2 separate regions of the Sus scrofa genome follow, and region 2 is linked to region 1. Evidence: chromatin contacts called from public Hi-C data. All regions are on one chromosome and are shown on one strand. The core of a region is the stretch at or near the end of the contact, and the rest is flanking DNA. Distances in the headings are between cores, read along the strand shown.

Region 1 (3,183 bases), core at 471-2,970:
TGCCTGTCCTCTGGGTGCCTCATCTATCAATGTACCCATTCATCTCCCACTCTTCCCCCAGTTTGATGCCACACACATTCACTGAGCAGCTTCTCTGGGGCCTGTGAGGAGACCTAGGGCTGAACTGCCGCAGTTCCTGCCCTTGGAAAGGTCACTCCAAACAGTAACTATGGTTTTAAATGACCAAAAATGACTGAAGGGGAGTTCTCTTGTGGCTCAGCAGGTCAAGGATCTGGCATTGCCACTGCTGTGGCTTGATCCCTGGCCCAGGAAACTTCCGCGTGCTGTGGGTGCAGCGAGAAAAAAAATGACTGAGGGAGTGATTTTTTGTTTGTTTGTTTTTGTCTTTTTGCCTTTTTCTAGGGCCCCTCCCGTGGCACATGGAGGTTCCCAGGCTAGGGGTCTAATCGGAGCTATAGCCACCAGCCTACACCACAGCCACAGCAACGCGGGATCCGAGCCGCATCTGCAACCAACACCACAGCTCACGGCAACGCCAGATCCTTAACCCACTGAGCAAGGCCAGGGATTGAACCCGCAACCTCATGGTTCCCAGTCGGATTCGTTAACCACAGAGCCATGACGGGAACTCCCGGACTTTTTTTCTTACACATCTCAGAAGCACCTCAAACTCAACATGTCCAAATGGAAATTTCTCCCTATCCTCAAACCTAGCTGGTCTTGCTAGAAATCCAGAAGAATCTTTGGAGTTCCCTGGTGTCTCGGCAGGTTAAGGATCTAGTGTTGTCACAGATGTGGTGTGGGTTTGATCCCTGGTCTGGAAATTCCACATGTCGTGGCCAAAAAAAAAAAAAAAAAAGGAAATCTGGAAGAAACTTTGACACATCTCTTCCCGGCACCCTCCACAAGCAATCCATGATCACACCCTGACAATTTCATCTCCTAAATAAAACTCACCCACTGCCTAGATCTAGAACAAGAATCTCCTAATTGGTCTTCCTGTCCCTCCTCCAAGCCTCTTCTGAACACCAATTTTGTACACAGTAGTCAAAGGGATCTTTCTACCAACAGAATGATGTCAATAGCTTGCTCAGAAGTCAACTCTCCTTTGTCCTCCAGATGAATAGCCCAACTCCTGCCTGGGGCGGCAAGATCAGAGCCTGCCCTCTACCCCCTTCACCTCACTCTTTCCTCCATCTCTGTTCCAGCAGCAGGGCCTTCTGTGACACGCGGGCTTCCTGAACCCACCCTGCTCCCTTTCCTCGTGCCCTGTGCGCTAGCTGTCCCCTCCCGCTCTCCTTGAGGCCCGCTACCTGCCTACCACATCCATAAACTCTCTTCCTAGCAAGCAGCACCACTCGAGACGCCTTACCCATGTAAATGCTGTCCTCCCCAATTAAAATGTTAGCTTTTTGAGGGCCTGTCTGGTTTTGCTGCTTCACCCTAAAGGGCCAGACACAGTTACCCAATTAACATTTATTGAGTGAATACTAATTCGCCCTCCCTCGCTCCCATAGGGCTCACAAAGCACCCTAATCCAGGGCCTTAGGAGTCCCACCGGAAAGGAACCCTGGAGGAGGCGCTGAAAGATGGACGAGAGACAACACAGAAAACCTTTACCTACTGCAAAATAAAGGCTGGAAAAGCGCGCCTGCGCACTCGCCTTGCGACGGCCGCATCCCGCTTCGGCCTTGGGGTGGCGCTGGGCGCATGCTCCGTGGCAGCGCGGTCCTCCCGGCCGGCTCCGGGCCGCTCTAGCCGCCCTTCTCGCCTGCTCTGCGGGAGGCGGGCGCGCCAGCGGGGGTCCCTCCAAGATGGCGGCGCAGAGGAGGAGTCTGCTGCAGAGTGTGAGGAACCGACCCGCTCTTCGGGCTGGGGGTCGGGAGCCCGGGGCAGGGAGGGGGGAGCCTGTCGGGTGCAGGCGCAGCTCCCTCTCCGCCTTTGGGCCGCCTCTGCGTCTTTGGCGGGGTCTGGCCGCCATCCTTTCCTTTCCCGGGCCGGCCCCCTTCATTCCCAACCTGGGGCGCGTGTGGCCCCGCAAGGCCTGCGCGTGCGCGCTGCCTGCCGGTCCGTGGGGAGCTCGGATTCGCGGTGCGGCGGCCGGGAACGTCAAGGGCCCGACGAGGGTGGGAGCGCTTTGAGCCCGCAGGGACAGTGGCGCGCGACAGCCGAGGAAGCTGGGGGTAGCGAGGCAGCCCGGCTCGCTGAGCCGGTCGTGCGAGGATAATAATCAGCAGCAGCCACTTGGGTATCCCTTATTGAATCCCACGCTTTGTGCCAATACATTTTCATTTGTAAGTTTAATTTTCCCATCATCCCTTGAGATAGGTACGGTAATTCTTCCTGTTTTACACATGAGGAAACTGAGGCACAGAGAGGTGGTCATTTGCCCAAGGTCACGCAGCTGGTAAGTGGCAGAGCTAGGAAATCAGTGATTCTGATTCCAGAAACCTTCTTAACCTCTAGGCTTTAGAAAGGAGTGACTGGCAGCCTGGGTTCTGGTCCCGGCTCTAATTAGCTGTGCCTCCATTGGCCTCAGTTTCCTTATCCTTTAGGTAAGCAGGCAGTGGGAAGATTGTCCTGAAATTCATCCCTCTCCCTGGCCTGAATCCTCCTGGGTTTGTCACTGATGTCTTCCAGCCCCTGCATCCTTTTGACACATCTGCTCATAGATGCACACACACATGTTGGCACCATGGAAGTATTCTGACCAGCCAGGGCAGGTTGCAGGACCCTCCGGGCCCTTCTTAGATGTGGCGATCTGATGTTCTTTCCTGTGGACTTGTCTGCCTCTTTTACTGGAAAGTGAACTTGAAGAGAGGGACGTGTGATCTACAATGAATAGTGTCGCCAAGCATGTACCACACTGGTAGGTGCCAGGCATTCAGTAACTTCTTTGTAAAGGAATGAGTTAAGCATTTGAAGCAGATCCAGTGCTCAGCCTTGGCCTTACAGAGATGCAGCAGGCCTTGGCCTTCCTGCCCTTGGGGGTCTTAAAGCATCAGAACTGGAGGGAAAGGGGTGACCTTCGTGGCTGTATACTAATGAGAGGCTTTATGTGGGTTCCCGATGAAATTGCTCTTCCAGGACAGCAATTCCCAGCTTTCCCTGGTGGGGTTAGCTCTCTTCCCCTCCACTTCTCTGACTGCCCCTTTATTTTACTACTGCCTGGCAAGTCGGCCTTAAACTTGAGTGGGTTAGGTAGGTCTGGCCCTCTCTTCT
Region 2 (3,183 bases), core at 407-2,906, 49 kb before region 1:
CACACCTGTGGGTCAAATGGGAGCTGCAGCTGCCAGCCTATGCCACAGCTCCCGGGAACATCGGATGCTTAACCCACTGAGCGATGCCAGGGATCGAACCTGCCACTTCATGGTTCCTAGTCAGGCTCAGGAACCCTGATGTTGCACATCTTTTCATGTACTTAGTTCCCACCTGTATATCTTCTTTGGCGAAGTGTGCTTGTTCAAATCTTTTGCCCATTAAAAAAAAAAAATGTGGGAGTTCCCTTCGTGGCGCAGTTGTTAACGAATCCGACTAGGAATCATGAGGTTGCGGGTTCGATGTCTGGCCTTGCTCAATGGGTTAAGGTTCCATTGTTGCCATGAGCTCTGGTGTAGGTCGCAGACCCAGCTGGGATCCTGCGTTGCTGTGGCTGTGGCGTATGGTAGGTTCCCTATTGGGAACCTCCAATATGCCTCAGGTGCAGCCCTGAAAAAAAAATTTAAAAAAAAAAAGGGGTGTCCTCACACCCACTCATTAAGGACCTGGTGATCTAGTGTCCTGTCATGATGACAGAATGCCGGATGCTCTGTCATCACCAGGGCTGCAAAGGCCTCTAGAGATACCGTTGTTCAACCCTCCTGGAACCAGTGGAGACACAGAGAGAGGCCCCGAGAACTCCAGGTCATCGTAAGAGCCAGACCTGGAAGGTGTTAGTCCCACTGTGGCGAACACTCCTCCAGCCAGCCTCAGTTTCCACAAAACCTGGAGCTCTTAGGCCAAGCTTTGAGGGGGTGATGGGGGTGATGGGGACGAGGATTTGTTATTGAGCACCTGCTGCGTGCCCGGCCCTCGGCTACTGCAGTGAACAAGGTAGATAACATCCAAAGACTAGCAGACAAAGATAATGAACAAATAATGCCATAATTACTGGATTAAGGAAAAGGGTGTTGTGCTGGGGGTTGGGGGAGGGGAGGGGAGGGGAGGGGGAGGGAATGGCGGTGGGAGGGGACGGGGATGGGGGTGGTCTCTTGAAGAATTTATTGCCCTTCCTCGGCCTCAGCCTCTCCCAGGTGTCTCGGGCCCTGCGGGCTGGAGGTGGGGGTGAGCAGATGCGGGGACCACATGACGTCAGTGTGAAAGCCAGGTGGAAAGGTCCTGGGGGCGGGGGGAGCTGCGCTTTAGAAGGCTCTGAGAAGAGGGTTATTCCTTCGTGGTTCATTCATTCCAGAAATCTTCCTGCGGCCTCTGCTGTGTGCCAAGCACCCCGTGAGGAGGATGATAAACTCGCCCCCCCCACCCCGCTCCCTATAATTGGGGACAGACAGAGCAACAGGAAACAAGGCACGGGTAGACTGGCCGCCCCCGGACCGTGGACACGTCCTGCATTGGCTGCACATAGCCCTCTGCACACACCTCGGCCCCCCTCGCCCCCGCCGCCCCCACTTAGCAAAGAGGTCACCGCGCAAGAAACAAGAGCGCCCTGGACCGGGTCCGCAGCAACCGCGCCCCCGCGATCGAGGGCGCGCGCGGCCCCCGCCCCTCCCCCCGTCCGCGCCGCGCCGCGCCGGCCACGCGCCCTCCGCGCACGACGCCCCCTCGTGGAGCCCTCGGCCGCGCCAGTCGCCCAGCAGGGGACGCGGTGGGGGGGGGCCGCGCACGCGCACCGGTCGGCGGCGCGCGCCGAGCGGGGGGCACCGCGCGGGTGCAGCCACGATGGAAGGGGGTGCTTACGGAGCGGGCAAAGCCGGGGGCGCCTTCGACCCCTACACCCTGGTCCGGCAGCCGCACACCATCCTGCGCGTCGTGTCCTGGGTAAGGACGGCTGGGCGGCCCGGCCAGGCCGGGGGTGGGGCGGGGTGCGGGCGCTGGGAAGGGCGGCGCGCCCGGACAGACCCCGACCCCACCGACTGCGGGACAGGGGCGCGGCCGCGGGCAGGGAGCCGTCGCGCCGGGGTACTGGCGCCCACTCCTATCTCCTTTCCGGGCCCGCGCGGGGGTCCAGGCACTCGCCGGGGGTGCCCGCTCCTGCTCCCCGAGCCCTGTCTTCCCTGTGTCCCCCCATCGTGCGCGCCCCCCAGCGCCGTGACCTCCAGGCCGCGACCAGGCACCTCGCGGCTCTGGTTGCTCTGGTAGCGCGCGGCCGCCCGGGCGGACCGGCGACAGTGGGGACGAAACCCTGGTCTCGGGTGGCATTTTTCGGGGGGTGGATCAGGGCGTGATCGTCTCTCGGGGGGTACACGCGTGCTTGCCAGGGGCGTTCAGGGAGGAGAGGGCAGGAAACCGGGTTTTCGTGGCTTAGCCAGGACCGTGTGGGGCGATGCGGCGGCAGCTGGATACCTGGCTTCTGCCCGGGAACTGCCTCTCCGCAGCGTGACCTTGGGCTGGAAACCACCCGAGAAATGTTCACGGGAAACGAGGAGTTAAATTGCGAGGTGGGCAGCGCGTCATCTCCTTTCGCTTGCCTCAGTTTCCCGAGCTGTAGAGCGGTGGGAGGAGCCTCCTTGGGACCTCCTTGGGCTCTGCTATTTTGGGAATCCGTGTCAAAATCTAGATGCCAGAGGAGGGAGGGGCCCAGGAGAAGGGTCCCCTGCCCACAGTGCGGAGCTGAGGGGTCGGTTCAGGCAGAATTGCCCCCAACCCCCCCAGTACTGAGTAGGATCCCTGTTCAAACCTGGGGTTGGGAGAGGAGGCGCGAGCAGTCAGCACAGGGGGTGAGGGGTTTCACAGGGCCTGGGCTGCACCCCAGGGGAAGGAGGCTGGCTGCTGCCTGGGGAGGGGTACCTGGGGCTCCCTAGGCTGGCTGGCCATTGCCCAGACACCCTCAATAGAGGGTCTTGCCCCTACAGGCCTGGGTCCTGGATAAGGGACACTGGGCAGGGGTACCATCGGCCACCCCAGGAGGCTATGCGTGAAGCCAGCTGTGTTTGGTGGGGTGCTGAAGCTCCCTCACTTCCTGGGTTTCCAGGCCCGTATTAGGGTGTGATGGGTGGGACAGCTTGGATGTTTATCTCCCACCTCCCCGAGGAAGAGGGGAGCTACCTTCCCTTTATGTGCCACAGGGAGTGTGGCCCCATTGAAATCCTTTCCTCCAAGTGCCCACCAGGTAGGGAGCCCTTCGAGGGCTTCAGGGAAGCCCTGTTCTTTAGTCTTTGGGTCCCCAGGGCTGGCACAGGGCCTGGCACCTTGGGTACATCCGGGAGGGTTTGTAGCGCTCAATTCAT

Evidence for each region. A called contact is a pair of places that touch in the nucleus more often than the background predicts.
Region 2: a Hi-C map of liver shows a contact between it and region 1, with 1.7 times the contacts expected there. The contact joins the promoter of SYNGR1 here to the promoter of TAB1 in region 1. A contact is called at or near these places in 1 of 5 promoter capture datasets (liver) and 2 of 47 Hi-C or Micro-C datasets (liver and skeletal muscle).

The regions. Positions count from the first base shown.
Region 1 is chr5:8,851,313-8,854,495 of Sscrofa11.1, reverse strand. TAB1 (TGF-beta activated kinase 1 (MAP3K7) binding protein 1) reads left to right here and starts at 1,720. Exons shown (of 11, transcript NM_001244067.1): 1 at 1,720-1,808. The coding sequence starts at 1,776.
Region 2 is chr5:8,900,663-8,903,845 of Sscrofa11.1, reverse strand. SYNGR1 (synaptogyrin 1) reads left to right here and starts at 1,656. Exons shown (of 4, transcript NM_001244066.1): 1 at 1,656-1,774. The coding sequence starts at 1,676.